3 separate regions of the Zea mays genome follow, and all the other regions are linked to region 2. A link is a contact called in public Hi-C data. All regions are on one chromosome and are shown on one strand. Each heading gives the region's core, a stretch centred on a gene start, on an enhancer-like site or on the middle of the called end of the contact. The rest is flanking DNA. Distances are from core to core; before and after follow the strand shown. Region 1 holds the start of LOC100277154. Region 2 holds the start of LOC103629361 (protein MEI2-like 2). Region 3 holds the start of LOC103629360 (HXXXD-type acyl-transferase family protein).

The links. A called contact is a pair of places that touch in the nucleus more often than the background predicts.
Region 1: a contact with region 2 is called in a Hi-C map of leaf, with 8 times the contacts expected there. The contact joins the promoter of LOC100277154 here to the promoter of LOC103629361 in region 2. A contact is called at or near these places in 9 of 25 Hi-C or Micro-C datasets (bundle sheath, ear, endosperm and 3 more) and 1 of 3 datasets of contacts at active chromatin or transcription factors (seedling).
Region 3: a contact with region 2 is called in a Hi-C map of leaf, with 4 times the contacts expected there. The contact joins the promoter of LOC103629360 here to the promoter of LOC103629361 in region 2. A contact is called at or near these places in 2 of 25 Hi-C or Micro-C datasets (ear and leaf).

Annotation. Positions count from the first base shown.
Region 1 is chr6:64,571,956-64,575,342 of Zm-B73-REFERENCE-NAM-5.0, reverse strand. LOC100277154 reads right to left here and starts at 1,741. Exons shown (of 5, transcript NM_001150804.2): 1 at 1,082-1,741; 2 at 859-989; 3 at 459-689; 4 at 117-369; 5 at 1-21. The coding sequence starts at 1,622.
Region 2 is chr6:64,423,639-64,426,769 of Zm-B73-REFERENCE-NAM-5.0, reverse strand. It overlaps LOC103629361 (protein MEI2-like 2), which reads left to right and starts at 1,407. Exons shown (of 13, transcript XM_008650500.3): 1 at 1,407-1,906; 2 at 2,568-2,637; 3 at 2,735-2,887. The coding sequence starts at 2,770.
Region 3 is chr6:64,172,158-64,175,200 of Zm-B73-REFERENCE-NAM-5.0, reverse strand. It overlaps LOC103629360 (HXXXD-type acyl-transferase family protein), which reads right to left and starts at 1,270. Exons shown (of 1, transcript XM_008650499.3): 1 at 1-1,270. The coding sequence starts at 975.

The DNA.
Region 1 (3,387 bases), core at 492-2,991, 150 kb before region 2:
CTCTTGACACTTCAGTTAGGCCTACCATTCCCAAAACACAAGCAATCGATTAGCCAGGACATAAAACTATGCACTTGCTGTTGCCTATACAAGAAAGAGAAATGCTGCATATATACCAAAGGTACTAGGATCCACCGTTGCATCATGTATGGTAGTATATGTGTCTATGTATGAAGTCCGTATCTGGTGCTGAAAATTTATGAAATTCAACAGCTGAATCAGCTTTGAGTTGAACGAATTGGCAAGCTGATTTAACGTCTCGTCGCATCTGTCCGATCCTGTGCCCACTAAAGTCCGGGCAATCGGCAAGCAACCCATCGGGGGCAGTCCAACAAAAATAAATCTCCTTCCTCCAAGCATTATCATGGCCTGAGACATATGGTATGGGCTACAAGTCGTCATTACAGAGAGATAACAGACATGCCGAATGCTAGTTTGACAATGGAAATGTGTAGTACCTGGGTATAATTAGCGACATGTGCTGTCAGGTGATTCTCATACAGTTCCATACTAATTGCATTCGACCGATTCGATGCAAGGTAGACTGAAAGCAAATCGTTTGTACCAGTGCTTATCACAAAGGCAGCCCTGTTAACAAGTCGCTCTGCTCTTCTTGGTCCAAGCAGTGTTCGGATAAGTAGCTTGTAACGGAAGAGGTTGTGCACTTGTTCAGAGAATGACACCACATTCTATATAAGTAGGAAGCTTAGGTGGTTAGTAACCTAATAAAGAGAGCTCAATCTGAGTTTGATCTTCATCAATCCTACCATAGCTTTACCACAAAGAAACAACTATATGTTTGTTTTGTTTTAATCATGTAGCATTATTGATATTTATAGTTCTGTTAAGATGACATACTATTCTGTTGGCAGTGCTGTCGTCATATCCGGAGCCGCCTGATGCAAAGCTCACACCCCTCCTGAGCTGGGCCAGCCTCAGATTTGGGTCAAAGAAACCTGGAATAATCCTGGATATGCCTAGTTTCTCAGCTGCATGACACCAAAGCTCTCAGTTAAGTATCCTAAACGTTGGGAGCTCTCAGTCCATATATGCTGTAGAAACAGAACAAGCAAGGGGTTACCTAACATATCTGTGGCTAACCGGCCATTGGTGAATCGGCCAGTCGGCCTGCGACCGTAGAAGTTCAAGCCGTAGGGCAAGAAATTTGCCCTGGCTGTGGTGGGCAGATGGTTGTTGTTTCCAGGGTCCACGGTTGAGTCTCCAAGTACAAGGAGTGTAGTACAGCCCGTAGTGCGGTTGATCGTCATTCCAGGTGGTGCCGGTGCAGGAGGTTCCTGTGGTGGCACGACCAACCTTGGCGGTGCTGGATCCTGCTGATCCGTCGGTGCTGGTGGCCGTCGATGTGGTGATCCCCGACGTCGTGGAGGTGGAGGTGGTGATGTTGGCCCAGGCGCCTGCGGTGGCGTTTGCTCATCTGCTGTTGGTGCTTCGGGGGACTGTGGTGCAGCCTCCGGTGCATCTGCTGCTGATGCTGCTCTTGCGCAGTGCAACTCCCCGGCAAGCAATGCCACTATGATGAGTAGCAGCTGGAAACCCCTCATGGCTTGTGTTGTATGAGCAGGAGAAATCCGCGGCAAGCAAAGAGCTAGGGATCGATGCATGTATGGCTATGCAGCACTGTAAAGTGTGGCATGAAATCCCCATGTATATATGCAAGGCCTATGAGCAAAATGCGGTGCCCTGTGAAACCCATGAATCAAAAGGCGATCTGGTGCATGTTAGGTGGGGGCTGGTTTGGTTACTCTGGGCTACTTTGTGTGAGCTTCCATTCAGATATAGAGGGAGAGAGGGATGCCAATGTGTGTGTTCCCTGGTTGAGCTGAAGAAAGAAGCTGCATACCGTCTGTGCTGCTGTGGGATTCTTGGAGAGTTTGTGCTGGTTAAAATTGCTCACCTGTAGTGACAAGTTTTTGGAGGTGTCTGCATTTTGTGGTGGCATGGCATGGTACTCGGTGTTGCAGTTGAGTTTGGTGACGTTCAGCTCGTTTAGGTAGTGTTTGGTTGAAGAGCCAAGTAGAACGGAGTCGTTCTGTCTCAGTTTTGTTGCTGTTTGGTTACAAAGTAACTAGAATGGAATGACTCCAATTAGGGAATATTCTCCTCAGATCCGGAACCATTTCGCTCCAAAAAATCAACCGGACGGAGCCGCTCCGTTCCCATCCCACTCTCACAGTCACACTCCGTTCCGTTCACTCTGCAACCAAACACACAATTAAGTCGCTCCGTTCCAGATTACCAAACACAGAACAGAGCGGCTCCGTTCCTAGAATCAGGGATGGAACGGCTCCGTTCTACTTAACTCCTCAACCAAACACTACCTTACAGAACACAAGTGGTATGAGGTGTACTTAACCGTGGGGTTAGTAGGTTAGCCTCGTGACATGATCGAGGTGTGTTGCAGAGAGCTGTTCCCATTGCAGACAGAACAAAAGCCATGTATTTCCAACTGAATGAATGGAATGGAATGAATATATATTTCTTATTAGGCTCTTTTGTCATGGCCACTATGTTTTTTTAAAAGAAGGGAACAAGAATAGGACCAAGAGAAGAAAAAACAAACAACCGGCTATCGAGAATTTAGCCACGAAGACATCCTAAGCCTCCGAACTCTATTAGATGTAAGCATTTGTAACTTCAACATGTCATTGAAGCTGCCCTTCCAAGAGAGAAAAAAATGGACAATGTTCCTGAAGATGAAGTCATTCCTATGCTTCCAAATGCAGCAAACTACCATTGCCAAAAAATCCATGAAGTTGTACCCAAACGCACCCCTTGCAGCCTCGATCATAGAGAAAAAAAAATCCAAGTCATGGCACCAATAAATTACAACGTAATTCTAGCATTCTGAACTGAAGGGGCAATCAAAAAGGTGGTAAGTTGTTTTTTCATAGCCTTGACCGCAAAGAACACAACTGAGATCGCTACCCTCATTCAGAAAGCCTTTTCTTCTTAAGATGTTTTTGAGTTGATTCTATCCTAGAAAACCATCCATACGAAAACTTTAACTTTCTTACATACCTTGGATCGCTAGATCCAGTTGAAAAGAGCTGGGGGTGGATGGATTTGAAAGTTAGCTCGTAAAACTTGGAGGAGCTAAAACAATCATTTCCTATGGATAAATCTATATGTCCTTGCTAGCTCTAGTAGTTTGCATTTGATCAATAATCCCGCAGTTGAGTAGCCTGAGGGGAGAGGGGAGTGTAAAAATTGTCTTCCAAAGACATTCCCAAGAAAATGCTGAATAGAGCAGCTTTGTCTCCTGACAAAAGAGAAGAGGTTGGGGAATGACAATTTGAGGGTGAAATTGTTCCAAACATCATGCCACAGGAGGATGGTCCTACCATCACCAACCTAGGTCATAGAGTG
Region 2 (3,131 bases), core at 158-2,657:
GCTTATTGTTCTTCAAGTATTCAATCTCCGTAGTTGTTTTTCATACATTGTTTACTTATTGTCACTAGAGAATTTATTCCTCTTGTTGTATTGATTAAATTTCTTGTAGTATTTTTGATTTTAGTCAAAACCGTCTATTCACCCCCCCTCTAGCCGGTGTCCTAGATCCTACACTTTCTCTTTTGGCTTCTGGCCTCTCGGAGAGAGAGAGTCTCCTGGTTTGTGTCCAGTGGCTGCAGTGCATCCCTTGGTGCTGTTATTTTCTTCGACGGCATGACGAAGGTTGATGCTTTGCCGAAGATTGTGGAAGTGAGTACACCAGAGGTGGGCGCCAATGTTGGGGACTTGTTCTCAAATGCTATGAGTTAAGAACAAGGCAACACAAAATATTAAAGGTTAATGCCCATCATCCTTTGAAGTATTATCTCACTTAGGATATAATGACCTTCAGACGAAGGTCCTAAAGGACGAACCCTCATCATCGCAGTATATGTTAATGAAAGAAGAAACATATGAAATATAAGAGATAACACGAATAATCATATGACATTATTAATATATCTTTATTATATCATCATGGATGAACAAGAACAATATTAAATTACATTTGTACCTTTGGCTTGACAGAAGGTAAAAGTCCAAGCGTGACGCATGAGCGAATACAAGTCAACCTGAACAGTACGGGGGCACTGTTCATCTATTTATAGGCACAGGACGCAACCTATGTAAAATTACATACATGCCTTTTATGTTTATTATTGACTTAAGGACAATCCAACGAGGACTAGATAGCCTTTTCCCCTTTAAGTCGGTTCCTTTTTCTGCCGCTGAGCCAAAGCTTCCTTACGCGTAGCTTCGGAGCTGTTTCAACCTTCGTCTCGACCATGCTTTTCACATTGTGTACAACTTTTATTCCGAGTTCGAAGGTTCATGTACATATATTACACTTGGGAAATATTGTTAATCATATTTTTGAGGACCTTCGGAAGACGAAGGCCCCCAACAGTATTTAGGCAAGCATCTGGGTCCGTTTGATCTAAATTTAATCATAGATGCAATCGTGATTTGTTAGAGATTCTTTATAAAGCTGCATGAGATAGTAGTGGGAGGGTTTAAGTGTTAAATATGACATACATTAGATCTAGATCTAATAGAGCAAGAGATCTATTTGCACGTTTGTATTTAATGGCTGCTTGGTTACTTGATATTATTTATTGGGATGTTGTCCCTATCAATCTATTAATTTGAAATGCATATGCGTTATTGGTATCACCCACAAGCCACTCCAATTCCAGCTGATTAGATTAGATGACGTCGACGTTACTGACAGGTGCGACCCACTTGGCTTTTGGCTGCGCGCGTGGGTCCTCCACTTGTTCCCCAGCCCGTCTGACGGAGCGGGACACCCACTGACGCGTGAGGTTCCGGGTGATTCGGGACCCACATGTCATGCTCATAGAGCAGAATAGAAGGTGGAAGGTGCACATGAGGATGAGTAGAGACGAAAGGCTCGGCGCTCGCACCAATCATCATACCTCCTATCGCTATCCACCACTAGACTCTGATATATTTCTTTTCTTTTTAACCTTCCGCTTTCACTGAGAGATAATCAATTATATAGTAATAATTATAATACTCTGATGTATTATTTATTATAATAGTTATAGTGGTCTGTCTGCTCCTTCTCCTTGTGAGTTGGTGTGTCTCCCTATAAAAATAAACCGGAAAAAACTCACCAAACTGAAACTAGTAGGGGACTAGGTCTAGAGAAAGGAGAGACACAATCGGCCGGAAGAGCGATTGATTTCTCCCGCCGCCGCCGCCCCGTCTCTTCCTCGTCCGCCGCTGCGCCCGCCGCGCACAAGAGGAGGGTTTCAGTGTTAGGGTTCTACCCCCGCCTGCGCTGGTGATCTATCCCCCTCACTCTTCCGTTCCATCTCGTCTTTTTTTTTTCTCGTTTAACTGATGATGAGATTGCTCTGCCGATTGCCAATCCTCAACGCGCCTCTGACCCAGGGGACAACGCAAATCCTTCCTTCATTTCCAGCTTCAGTGACTACTCCACCTACCTGTACCACTGTTCGTCATCCTCGGTTCTACTCCTAATCATTAATTTCCTTCCCTCCGCTCGTAATCCTTCACTTCCTTGCCACTACCTGATTTATCCCTTCACTCCCGCTTCCGCACGCCTGCCTCTGCCTGTTTTTGTTTGATTTAGAGATCCGATCATGCGATTGGATTGGATTGCTTCCATTCCATCTTCCTCATCGCTATTTTTGGGTCAAACTTTGTTGCGTCTATCCAATGAATTCCTTCCTTTTAAGACCTGGCATGTTTGACTATCCCGTGCCAAGCAAATTAATACACGTTATTGTTCTCATATTGCCGTGTCCACCAGCTGCACAATCAACTCCCTGCCCCCCTATCCCCTAGACCCCCACCACCCAAAAAAGAAAAAAAAGTCGGTTTTTGCCATCGACTGCAGTCTTCTACACAGAGAGACCCAACCCACATGAGTAAATGACAGACGATGACACATGCTCAACCCTTTTTGTTTCCTCCTGCAGGTATCAGCAGCCAAATGAGAATGCTTGCTGTGTTTGATTGATCGTCAGATCCTTACTTACAACCCACCAGGTTCATATTCTGCGATTACCACACATTCCCCCTTCCTGCTTGATGTTTTCTGCCTGTGTATTTGTCAAATGCATTACTCTTTATAAGATTGTATCAGGTCTTGTGGTACCTGCCACCTCAAAGTCACGACAGATGGCCGCAAATAACAACCCTTGGAGGGTCCCTATGCCACCGCTGCTCAATGTTCGAGCTGGTTTTGGCGATACAAGTCTCTTCTCAACCTCACTGCCTGTTCTTCCTCATGAAAAGTGTATGTGTTCTCCTTCCCATCTTCATAATGTAATAATGCACTTGAACCATACTAAGTTTCTAGCCAAACGCTTACATGCTCTGCATAATGAGAACTTCAATGTTCATATAGTATGTCTGCTCATGGGTAAACACGATTTTCTGGCTATGGGAAATTGACCAATGGATGCCAGGGAATGGTAGTTATGCAAGTTAAATGCGCGAGAGGAAGCACATGATATAGGGTGATTAGTTCCTATAACTTG
Region 3 (3,043 bases), core at 21-2,520, 250 kb after region 2:
GATGGCGTAGATGGTGTTCCCGAAGTACTCCGGCGGAAGCTGCGGGCGGAGGCGCGTGCGGTTGTTGATGGCGGCGCGGCAAAAGGTTGTTTGGCCGAGCGGCATGCGGCGCGCGCGGGTGACGGAGCGCCACACAAGCGAGCTGAGCGCCTGGAACTTGGTAACGGCGGCCGCGCCGGCCGTATCCCCGGCCGCCAGGAGCTCCTGCCGCGCCCGGTCCTTGAGCGCCTCCAGGGTTTCGGCCGAGAATTGCAGCATGCGCTCGCATAGTGGCGGCGGGGGCAGCCTCTCGATGAGCCCCGTGAGGTCGGGGTAGGGGAGGACGACCGGCGGTGTGGTTGGGCCGGCGTCGGGCGACCAGCGCTCCAGCAAGGGCGGCGGCGGCGGAGCTGGGGATGGGGAGGGGCTGTCGCGCGCGATGCCCGCCCATACGTTGATGAATCTCCATAGTGCGGTGCCGTCGGAGAGCGCGTGGTTGTAGGCGAAGCCGAGGAAGACGCCGTCGTGGAGGTCGGTGACCTGGACGGCGAAGAGTGGGAGGTGGTGGCCGTCGTGGTTGACGGCGCCGTCGAGCGGGAAGAGTGACTGGACGAGGCGCGGGACACGTGCGTCGGGCGGGATGACGTCGGCCACGGCGACGCCGTCGGCGACGGCGTGGAGGATGTCGACCCCCTGGCCGTCACAGTCGATGGAGACCGAGCAGCCGAGGACGTGACCGTTGGCGTCGCGGTGCTGGTCCGTGACGAAGCGGCCGGCGACGGGGTAGTAGGCGTCGAGCGCCTGGGCGAGCGAGGCCTGGAGGTGGTCGAGGAGGCGGTCGGTGGGAAACGGCGGCTTGGCGTAGAGGAGGCCCTTCTGGATGTAGTCGGCGGAGAGAAAGGAGATGTCCCAGGTGGTGAGCGGAATGCGGTGGCGTGGGCGCGGTGGAGGCGTGACGGTGCGCCTGGACAGCAGGCGCATCGTGGACGACGGCATGGCTGCAGTTGCAGCAGGAGAGGAGACTGCTCGCTGCTGGTGGGTTGCTCTGCTCTAGCGCATTCCACCCTCCATTTTATTTATGCTGTTTTTGCTCTGCAAATGCAGGCTGGTGCAACGAAACTACGCAGGACTCTTCCTCCTCCCGAAAACCAAGTCAAAAAAAAAGTGTCTGCTAGTGCTTTGCGAGTCTGCGGCTCTGCGCACGTGCCTCCGCCTCTAATGAATGATACGTCACACATGACGGTGTCATTTGTAACTTTTAAATTGTATGCAGAAAGAGAAGAATGCACATGAGCTCTGGTAGCAGTTTCAGAGTCAAAATTTGAATTGCAAAAAATCTGGCTTCCTTCGATTCAAGAGTATCACACCAATTGCATTGCATTGCATCTAGTCTAGTGAGAGCTTCCTTCGGTTATCTTACCCGTTAACCATCTCAGGAATCAGATATCTACCAGTGAGAGCTTCACGGATTGGATCAAAAGATTGCTGCGAGGGAACACTTTGTGAGAAACCACTCAAGTCTTGATTCTAAGATAGTTTAATAAGAAGTCATAATGTCCCTCCACTAATAATGCCAAGCTGGCAGCTAGAAAGCTCTGAACTTGCATATTCCAGCCAAAATCTCTTTTACTATTTTCTCTACTGAGATGAGAATATGACAATTGTACATCAATTCCCATTTTAGGTCTTGTTCGGTTACATGAGGATTGAATCCCTTTCTAATCAATTTTGACTAGCAAGGGATTTAATCCCCTTCAATCCATTCTTAACCGAGCAAAGCCCTTAGAGTGCCCACAAGCTCACTGTTGGGCATTACACTGCTATCAAAGAACAAAGAACTCACCCAAAGCTGGCTACCTCGGTAGTAACATGGGATAAACACAGATCTATTTTCATCATCCTTATTCCTAAAAAAGAAGTTGCTGAACAGATGAAACCCATTAGTCTTGTTCATAGTTTTGCCAAGCTCATAACAAGACTACTAGCTAATCAGCTTGCAAGTAGGCTGCATGACATGGTGTCACCTAATCAAAGTGCCTTCATAAAAGTCGATTTATTCGAGATAACTTTATGTTAGTGCAACAAACAGCCCGCTTCCTCCATTAACAGAAACAACCCCATCTGATCCTTAAGCTTGATATCTCAAAGGCATTTGATTCGGCCTCTTCGCCCTTTCTTCTTGAAGTCTTGCAACACATGAATTTTGAGCAGATTTGGAGAGATATTATCAGTGGGCTATTGTGCACTTCTTCAACACTAGTTTTACTTAATGGGTCACCGAGTCAGCCCATCTATCATAGATGCGGCCTTAGGCAAGGTGACCCACTTTCTCCAATGCTTTCCATATTGGTTATGGACATTCTTGGGTACTTGATCAATAAGGCTGAGGAATATAGGTTATATGAGCCCTTGGCCCCTTTAGTGTTGCAACACCGGTTCTCTTTATATGCTGATAATGTGCTTGTGTTCCTCAGACCGGCTGCTGCAGATATTAATATAACCATGGATACCCTTCACCTCTTTGTTGAAGCCTTCAGGGTTCACACAAATGTCCAGAAATCTAGTGATTTTCCCATAAGTTGCGATGATCAGGAATTCAGGATTCGGCCTTGATGCAAGAATTGGTGCCATGTGAGATTTACAAGTTCCCTTGTAGGTATTTGGGACTGCCTCTCGCTATCAAAAAGCTCACTAAGGATCTGGTCCAGCCCGTTATTGATAAGATTGCCAATCAACTGCCTGGGTGGAAAGCAGACTTAATGACTAAAGTTGGCCGGTGTGTCCATGTCCAGTTTGTTCTCACTGAAATGCTTATTTACTTGGCTATGGTCGTAGACCTACCAACATGGGTTGTAAAGGCGATTGATAAAATTCGGTGAGGTTTTCTTTGGCGGGACCACAAAGATGCAAATGGAGGACACTATCATGTGGCTTTACCCCCATTGAGTTAGGCGGCCTTGGCATCTCCAATCTTAGGGACCTCTCTTGGGCTCTCAGAATGAGGTGTTATGGCTAGCAAAGACTGATCCAGGAAGACCTTGGCCCTCTATGTCCATTCGAGTTC